Linked DNA regions of Mus musculus: all the other regions are linked to region 3. The links are chromatin contacts, called in public HiChIP or PLAC-seq and promoter capture Hi-C maps. All regions are on one chromosome and are shown on one strand. The core of a region is the stretch at or near the end of the contact, and the rest is flanking DNA. Distances in the headings are between cores, read along the strand shown. Region 1 has its middle 26 kb from the start of Gm46224. Region 2 overlaps Gm40645 (a long non-coding RNA gene). Region 3 holds the start of A230054N11Rik (a long non-coding RNA gene).

Evidence for each region. Promoter capture Hi-C pulls out the DNA fragments that hold promoters and counts their contacts. HiChIP or PLAC-seq counts read pairs in DNA pulled down with a chosen protein or histone mark.
Region 1: a contact with region 3 is called in a promoter capture Hi-C map of embryonic stem cells, with 3 times the contacts expected there. The contact joins the enhancer-like site here to the promoter of A230054N11Rik in region 3. A contact is called at or near these places in 8 of 39 promoter capture datasets (the C10 cell line, the HPC-7 cell line, HPC-7-derived erythroid cells and 5 more), 1 of 15 datasets of contacts at CTCF or cohesin (stem cell-derived epiblast-like cells) and 1 of 9 other capture datasets (macrophages).
Region 2: an H3K4me3 HiChIP or PLAC-seq map of bone marrow-derived macrophages shows a contact between it and region 3, with 3 times the contacts expected there. The contact joins the enhancer-like site here to the promoter of A230054N11Rik in region 3. A contact is called at or near these places in 1 of 484 Hi-C or Micro-C datasets (bone marrow-derived macrophages), 5 of 115 datasets of contacts at active chromatin or transcription factors (bone marrow-derived dendritic cells, bone marrow-derived macrophages, embryonic stem cells and 1 more) and 1 of 9 other capture datasets (macrophages).

What each region holds. Positions count from the first base shown.
Region 1 is chr10:51,552,607-51,555,489 of GRCm38.p6, reverse strand. No RefSeq gene overlaps it. Among named protein-coding and RNA genes, the nearest start is that of Gm46224, 26 kb to the right of the region's middle. Within about 2 kb of position 1,604, at least 49 of the 459 cell types and tissues checked have an H3K27ac peak or open chromatin away from gene starts, as enhancers often do. A contact at or near this core is called in embryonic stem cells, where this site is marked.
Region 2 is chr10:51,519,148-51,522,243 of GRCm38.p6, reverse strand. It overlaps Gm40645 (a long non-coding RNA gene), which reads left to right. Exons shown (of 3, transcript XR_871642.2): 3 at 1,282-2,222. Among named protein-coding and RNA genes, the nearest start is that of Gm40645, 5.6 kb to the left of the region's middle. Within about 2 kb of position 1,798, at least 32 of the 459 cell types and tissues checked have an H3K27ac peak or open chromatin away from gene starts, as enhancers often do. A contact at or near this core is called in bone marrow-derived macrophages, where this site is marked.
Region 3 is chr10:50,893,283-50,896,382 of GRCm38.p6, reverse strand. A230054N11Rik (a long non-coding RNA gene) reads left to right here and starts at 1,849. Exons shown (of 2, transcript XR_871640.2): 1 at 1,849-3,100. Sim1 (single-minded family bHLH transcription factor 1) reads right to left here and starts at 732. Exons shown (of 11, transcript NM_011376.3): 1 at 312-732. The coding sequence starts at 486.

The DNA of each region.
Region 1 (2,883 bases), core at 355-2,854, 660 kb before region 3:
TCCATTCCTTTCCCTCCCCCCTCTCTCTACATGCTCATGGTCAGCCTCTACACACTCTCTCTCTCTCTCTCTCTCTGTCTTTCTGCCTTTCCCTGCCTCTTCTACCCTCCTAACTCCTGACTCCCCTCCCCATGCCCTGAATAAGCTCTATTCTATACTATACCTTCTTGTGGCTGGTCCCTCAGGGGGAAGGGATGTCTTCGCATGGCCCCACTGAGGCATAGACTATCTCCCTTTCTCTTTCTCTTTTTATACAAACACTTTATATGGTGCTGTGACTCGAATAACACCCCGTGTGGACACAGTCTCCTGCTGCTGCTTACAGATCAGGATATAGAACTCTCAGCTCCTTCTCCAGCACCATGTCTGCCTGCATGCTGTCATGCTTCCCACCATGATGATAATGGACTAAACCTCTGAATCTGTAAGCTAGCCCAATGAAATATTTTCCTTATAAAACTTGCCTTGGTCATGGTATCTCTTCACAGCAATAAAACCCTAACTAAGACAACTACTCGGCCACTTATTTGCCTAGTGAGACTGTTCTATTAGTTTCTGTCCCCCCAATTATTTATTTATTTAATTTTATTTTCCTTTTTTATTTGATTCCAAATAACCTCTCTCTAAGTTTTCATTTACCCAATCTAGATTTTTCCTTTGTGTTCATTTTAGCACTTTTCTTTGTTTATTGGGTATTATGTCCCAATTTTTTTCTTAATTTTGAGTCTTCTTATGGTTATTTTTGTGTATGTTTGCCCCCTCAGGAAATTGTTCTCAGTATGTATGTCAGTGTTTATATATATATATATATATATATATATATATATATATATATATATATATATATATATATATATGCAGTCGTTTAGCATTTAAGATCCCTGTTTATACAGCACTACCTGATTGCCTGGTTGTCTTTATCCTGGTTTAGATGATTTCACATTATTTCTCTGGGGCCATGGCTCTTAATGTATGTGCACATTAGCACTCTTCAGTCCTTAGTGTAGCTCCTTGTTATATAGACAAAAGGTAGAGCTGCATTTTCATTACTGTGGCATTGTGCTGTTGTCTCTGGGATGACTGAATCTATTATAGGACAGGTTGGTTGAGTTAAAGTTAAGTAGTAATCAATCAAAATGTTTGCTTTGCTTAATGGGGGGGCGGCATATCACACTGTTTATAATTACACGTTTTGCTGGTAAAGTGTTACTTCAGAGCGGATCCTGGTGTAGCTTTTAGAGTTAGCCTGTAGAAAATGCAAACGTTTCTTCAATGAACCTTGGCAAATTTAATTTCTTAGACTTTGGTCACATATACTCTGAGAATCTAAGATTGTTAAAAAGAAAACCCAAATCATTTCTTTTACAGTCACTAGTTAAGAAACTCCTTAATTCTCTATAGAACCTTACTCGCATGGGAGGAAGTGAAGGAGAAAGAGATTGCGTTAATTACTGTTTTAAGTGTTATTATTTGGTCTGGAGTTTCTTGTATCTTTGGTTCCCTCTGGTGTTCGATTTAGGAAATTGTGGTCCTTTCGGATTCTTTTATTAGTAAGGAGGGGCTGACTGCACAAAGACTCTTGGCTTTTGCGGCTTTGAGCCCTCTCTGCCTTTAGTCTGGGATGTAGCCTGTGGCAGGTGTATTGTTCTTAGGCAGCCTGCAGTGTAAGTAGTTGGGAGAGCTGGTTTGGCTGTCCTGTGCCTTGTTTATAAGGGGGGTGGGGTGGGGGGGGGATATCAGAAATCAGAAAATGTGCACGGGAAGGTTGGCTTGGGGCCGAGATGCCTTTATCAGCCCGTTGTGTCCGTGAGAAAGCTTTGGAAAGTTAGTTGCAGTTTTATCAGTTACTGATCTTCAGTTGTGAACGCTGCTTCTCAGGCAGCCTTTACTTTGGGTCCTTGGTTTTTCTCTCAGGCTCCGCGAACCCAAACTATGTTGTGACATTGGCGCCACCTTGTGTCCCAGCTCAGGGTTGCGTTGTTACCGCTTGTTGCCTAGGTTTACTTGGGGCTTGGGGTGGGAGCCTCTCAGTTAGCTCTCTGTAGACCCCTTAGATTCATTATATGTGTAATTTCCACCCGGACACAGCTTGAGAGTGAAGCCCTAGTTGTTTATACTGGGGGAAGGGGGGCTAGGGGGTGGATTTTCTTTTCAGGTTAGTTCGAGTCTAAGCTGGACATAAGGTGCACCAATTTGTTGCTAAAATTTCCATCCCTAATAGCCTGTATAAATAACACACAGTCCAAATATTTTAATTATAAGTCATATGTTTAGATTGGGCAAATCTAATAGAATACTAAACGTATTTCCCAACTCTAAGACTCCTTGTGGTTTCTCCCGGTCACGTTGTTCTGGTTCATAGTGGCTTTTCATATATTTCTTACACAGCTGTTTTCCAAATGTGCATTCGTCTAGTCTGCTGTAACAGCATAGAGTATGCATCGTTAACAGTGTACTTTCTTGCTAGTAATACATGCATTTTTTGTTAGATATGCTACTATTGATTATGTAGAGTCATAATGGCTTTACACAGGAAAGCTGTCAGAATTTTGTTTTGTTTTTGAGTCAGGGTTTTCTGATTAGCCTTGGCTGTCCTGGAACTCACTTTGTAGACCAGGCTGCCCTCAAACTCACAGAGATCTGCCTACGCTCTGTCTCTGAGTGCTGGGGTTTAAGTCCTGCACTCAGCTTGATTTTTCTTTTTAAAATACTTACATCATTTTGTTGACTTCTGGGTGTTTGGTAAGGGCTAGTATAATATACACTTAAAATATATTTAAGTGGGTCTTTACTTCCTACTCTATCCTTTATCTTAACAGGCAAGCTTCCTCTGATTTGGGACTAAATAGGCTTTCTTTTAATTATTTTCAGTTTGTGTTCTTC
Region 2 (3,096 bases), core at 549-3,048, 630 kb before region 3:
GGCACCTTACAAGGGCCATTCCAGTAGCCCCTGCTGTTACTGACATTTGTTCTGCTGTGTCATTTCCCCTACCCACCCACCTCCTGACTCTAGTGCCCCCTCAATGTTCTTAGATGAGTGTCCCTTGGGGCCCTAATGGTTTACTTTGAAAAAATTAGGGTCTTCATAGTAGGCCTGAGCCTCCTGGATACAGTCACTAGGAATAATGGAATAAGACCGAGGTTCTAGTTGTTGGCCTGATTAAGAGACACAGCCAGGGGCATTTGTGTTGTGTTGCTAGAGGATGAAATCCATAGACCTGGCAAGATGGACAAGAGTGAAAGCATTTGCCAAGAATGTTTTCATTAATCACGGATGTGAGTCGGAGGTTTGAAGACTCTCATCCTTGTGGTCATAGTACCAACCACAAATGATGCCAACTAGCTATGCAATGGCATTATTCCTATGACCTGCAGCACAACTTACTGTAAAGCAAAGTCTTTGGTGTCTAAGAGAAGTGTGGGTGTAAAGCTGAAACTTAAAGGAATTGATGGAAGTGCACCAGCAGAAGTGGAGCCTGTGGCTTATTTTGACTCAACACAGGAAACCTCACCCAGCCTGGACACAGACAGGATTGACAGATAATAGCTCTTTCTCAATACCATAGATGGTGGATCATGGTCATTCTTAGTTGGTAGAGTGATTCCTCTGGTTAATTCCAATGAGGATTTAGATTCTGTAATGCTAACAAGTTATGATACCCCCCAAGCAGTCAGCATCCCCCAACATTTTGAGGTACAAGTGGCATTCAGCTGCCTGAGGTTGAGCAATTACAGGTCAGTGATGCTGTTAGATATCTTGGGCTGCACACCCATAACACTGACTGGCTCAGTATGTGCTTACCCTATGCTGACAGGCATGGGTAACCCGGTTGAACCCTGTTTGTGATGGGAATTCGGGATTGCAATCTTCCCCATAAAGGAGGAATTCCCAGTAAATGCCAGTTAATAGCTTGTGTTGACTAAGTCCCTGCCATTTGTACACACTGCCCATCCCTACTACTGAATGGATGGCTTAGAGAGGGCCTCAGATCAGCCCCACCAGGTTGTCTGGTGAAACCATGTTGGCATGTCCTTGGTAAGGAGGGGCACTAGCTGGTGGGGTGGCAGCTGCTGCTGCTGCTGCACTGACTGCAGTGTGCATGTAGTAAAGAGAGAGACAGCAGCATGGGAGATGAGAGGGTATTGTTTTTGTGTGGCTGGTAGTGAATTTGGATGTGGTGGTCACCTATAGGCTTTTTAGGTCTCTTGAAGTATGAAGCTTGATGCTGCCTCCATCCTTCTTCCTCGAATCATGCTGGCTCTCCCTCAGCAAAGTACTGCCTCTCCCTCCAGGAAGATTGTTCCACAACCAGAGCATGCAAGGTAGGCCAGGCTCATGCTGTGGTTGGGCCTTTCTCATGGCTTTCTCTGTCATGTATGACTGGGGGTTGCCTAGTCCAGCACTCGCCTGTAGGATGTGTTCGTGCATCCCTCGATGCATAGGTTTCCCGGGAGGATCGTGAAAGGCTGAGTGTGTTTTGTTCCCAATTCTAAGAAGGGGCAAAGTGTCCACACTTTGGTCTTCGTTCTTCTTGAGTTCATGCGTTTAACAAATTGTATCTTATATCTTGGGTATCCTAGGTTTTGGGCTAATATCCACTTATCAGTGAGTACATATTGTGTGAGTTCCTTTGTGATTGTGTTACCTCACTCAGGATGATACCCTCCAGGTCCATCCATTTGCCTAGGAATTTCATAAATTCATTCTTTTTAATAGCTGAGTAGTACTCCATCCATGTAGCTGTTTTGTTCTCTCTCAAATTCACTTTTATTTTTAAAAGTTTACATATCTAGGTACATATTTCTAAATATATAAATGCAGTCTGCTTAATTTGTATAATGTTATTTATATGTCTATATTATAGAGCTGACCACATTTCTAGGAGATGCAATCTCATACCACACTTCCTGTTCCTCTGGTTCTTAGAATCCTTCTTCCCCTTATTGCATGATGATCTCTGAGCATTAGTTGCAAAAGAGTGTTAGATCCAGATGGATGCCCTGGATCTGGGCATCACATGATCACTGTTCTTTACTTTTACAGGTTTCAGTTTGTGTAATGTGCTTGTCTGTGGTGAATACACACACACACACACACACACACACACACACACACACACACACACACACACACAACACCAAAACACCTGCAGGCTCTGTGCATGCTGCTCTCCTGTCTCTGTGAGTTCCTGTGAGCTTTAATTGTGTTTTCATAGCAATGGTTCTCACCCTCTGGGTCACTACCTCTTTGGGGGACACATGACATTTTCACATGGGTCACATATCAGATATCCTGCATAACGGAGAATTACCTTATAATCTGTGACAGAATCAAAACTACAGTTATGAAATAGCAACAAAAATAATTTTATGGTTGGGGGGTCACCAAAAGATGATGAAATGTGATAAAGGGTCCCAGCATTAGAAAAGCTGAGAACCAGTGGTTTAGAGCATCTTGTTCAGGTGTTGATCTCCATTCCCTCAGGCTCGTAGACCCTTTTTGGCTCCTTTACCTCTGGGTTCACTGAGCTGTAAGGGGGTGGGTTTGAGGAAGGGATCTGTTTAGGAATGAATGCTCAGGTACTTACTCATGTGCATATAAAGAATGTCATTAGGAGTCATTTTTATTGCTACTTTTCAGTTTTCAAAGTACAATGTTTTTTTACACTATAATCCTAGTATACCTTGTGTCTGGTTCTCGGCCACCCAAGTGCTGTTGAGGACAGGTTCTGTCTTATGTAGTGGGCTTTAATTCAGCTGTGATTTCAGTTGGTTACTCTCACAACCTTTTGCCGCCACTGACCTTGCAGATATTGTAGGCATGACTCCAATGTAGATTGAAGACTTTGTGGCTGGGCTGGTGCTTATGTTTCTCTTTTGGTGGCATGCAAAGTAACTTTTTGTATCAAAGATGCCAGATTCCATTTACCTATGTATTTTGTGATGCCTCACTATATAATGGTCTAGTAATATTTCATTGTGTAAATATTTTGTTTATCAACTCTTTTTGTTGAGG
Region 3 (3,100 bases), core at 600-3,099:
ATGTCTGACTAGAGGAACAAAAAGGAAAGTCATGTTTGGATTAGCCGTGCTTTCAACTGAGCCAAATGTTGATAAAAGCACTATTGGGTTATTTCCCAACCAAATATATCGAATGTGTTGGAGAGAGAAATACGGGGAAGAAGAGAAAGACTAAGAAAGGCAGGGAAAGCCCTTTGGCGCTGACTGATCAAATAGCTTGGTTAAATTTCCCTTTTCAGAGAATGTAACCCACGCCGGTAAACACAAGTACATTTCTGTGCTGCTGGGGTAGGTTTACTCCTTCGAAATTCAATCTAGGCACAGACGCTTACCTTCTGGAAAGACCACTCTCATTTTGAGATAGCTGGTCGTGAGTCTGATGATGGATGCTTTGTCCAGTTGGGAGGTGATGGCTGAGGGTAAAGGCAGTAATTTAGCCAGTTCATAAAATTCACTGTTTTCTTTCTCCCTCCTCGTTCGGGCAGCATTTTTAGACTTTTCTTTCATCGTGTCTCGGGCTCCCTTTCTTCTTACAACGTAAACTCCACAGACTCATCCAAAACCAAAAGTTAACTTTCAATTAGAGATCACACTCGGTAAAAACATAACTTTAAACAGGAGGCTGAAGTTTGCTCCGGGAAGACACGAATGATGGACAGGGCAATGCGGCAAACAAAATACTTTCTTGAAAACGTGAGGTGTAAGTATAAAAGAAAGCTGCTGGTTCACGGCAAATCCGGGCAATCCTTTGGGACTCTAAGTATAAAATGCTGGAAGGACTCCCGAGGAGCCAACCTTTTCATCTGATCCGCGGTAAGAACCCGGGTCCTTGGGAAATCGACATAATAATACCCGACGTTTGTTTTCCAACTCCTCTGGTTCTGAGCTGGTTTGTAGGAAACAGGAATCGCGGGTAACTTCTTTCAGATCACTACGAAGACAAGAACACCAAGGAATAAGACATCTGTGGCTAAACTCAAACCCACTATAATTCAGCCAACCGGGCCCCAAAGGGCCTCTGCGCTCATACTCTGCTCGTCACAGCCCTGGGTATTTAAAACTTGGGCAGGTCGGTCCCGGGACAGGCTGGGCTTCCGCTCGCCGCGGCCGGGATGTAGCACCGACGGCTAAATGCGCGTCTGCGGAGAGCTCGGCCGGCCGTGCGCGCCAAGCCAGGCTATCCAGCCGTGCAGAATTCCTCCACTGCCCCGGACTCCGGCTGCCTCTCCCCGGCGGGGTTCACGTCTGAGGGGTTCCTGGAGAAGTGCTGCTTATGCATCAAACCCCCGGGGACTCCCGCAGTTGCACACAGGGCACCGCAGCGCAGAGTTAACAGGTGGCACGCGCGACAGCCCCTCGTAGGCATCACCTGGAGCTCTTGGCTCCTCACCTACCTTACGTCCTCGAGAGCCGCGGAGGCTGCTAAGGCTCCCGCCCCCTAACTGCTTTCAAGCCTGCGCGCTTGCGGAGCCTCAGCGGCAGCCTCCCGGCTGTCACCCGCAGCCCGCAGAGTGTGCCTGGGCCACCTTCCCATGGGCATGAATGGGGGAGGGGTAGGTAGCAGCGGGAGGAGAACACAGGCTGGGGACAGGAGAGGTGTTTTCCGAGTCCGAGTCCTCCGTAGTGTTGGGAGCCGGTACTGTTCCTAATTGGGAGCCCAAAGCGCCCCCCTGTAACTTCTTTATAGCTTACCGGGTTTAGCTTCAACTTCGCTCCCAGGTTCCCTTTCTCCCGCCCTTCTCAAACGCCACTCACAAATTTTCTCTCTTCCTATTGGTCATAGGCAACCAAGACGCGGCGCTCATTGGCCAATCGGGGTGAGTGACGAGCATGCTCCCTGCTCCTCCTCCCCCCCCCCCCCCACGCGACTGGGCTCGCGGCTCGGGTCCTACAGTGAGCCTGGCAGCTCCGCTCCTAATGAGCCCCGGGCGCGGGGTCGCCGCTGCCCCGCTGCCGCCGCCGCTCCAAACCCCGAGGTCTTCGGCGTGCCGAGTGACACTCGCGCTCCCTAGACTCGGGTGTCTGCGCACAGCGTGCGGCCTTGCGGGGGCTGGCTAGCCGAGGCTCCAGGAACGCGTGCGAATAGCATCCCAGACAGTGGCCAGGATTTCCCCACGGCTGCGCGCCTCACGCCTGCAGGACTGGGTGAGGGAGAACGACGCTGGACTTATTTTTTATCCTGACACCACTGTGACAAAATTCATCGCTAGATGAAATAAATGCCCGCCTTTATTCCAAAAAGGGCAACGTTTTCGAAATGATTCGGGTTTGTGACTGATGCAAGATGACTAGGTCTGCTGGGCAGTTTCCTATGGGAACCAGCTAGTGGGTAGTCAGTCAGAAGAAGGATGTGATAGAAGAAGCCTAGAGTGTTGGAACAACTGACATATTAGACGTCTTACAGAGTTATTATCTAAACTGTTGGGCAACTCTGCGGACTTTATTTCGAGAAACAAAAAGACCAGCACGAATATTCCTTCTAGAGAGGACACAATAACTGAGTGAACCTGTAACGTTCCCCAACAGTTCTCAGACGAACTGTTCTCAAAGTACTGTTTCTGGGGAAAACTCTAGTTTAGAGACCCTCCTGTTCTAAGCGCTTTCTCTTCCAGTCATCTCATCAGAGGGCAGCAGATCGCGATGAAAAAAAGGCTAAGTTTCCCTTAAGACAATGAAAGCTTACAGACTTCATCCCGGGCCTTAGAAATCAGCAGTGCACCAGAAACCAAGCGCCCTGCTCCTCCTTTTGCCTCTGAGAAAATAATTTCTTTGAAGAGTCGTGTGCCATCCTGATACATGGCTCACCTTTAAGAATGTTCATTGAAAAATAAGACATCTGTCTCCTCCTTGATCCCCCGCCTCCCAATGGCAGTAAGGACATTGGGAGCTCCTAGGACAATGGGAAACATTCTGGGGGTATGGGGAATAATTACACATCCGAGCGGCACCTGGAAAAAGGAAAGGAAAAGAACTAAACTAAGACTGTGTAGGTGTTTCAAAACTGGAACCACCTAACAGGGTTATAATCCAGAAAGGAGTGGTTTCCTCAGTGGTTGTGGCCACTTAGAGGCCTAACTCTGGGTGGGCTCTATCGTAGTCCATCTAATGATACACTGTCCGT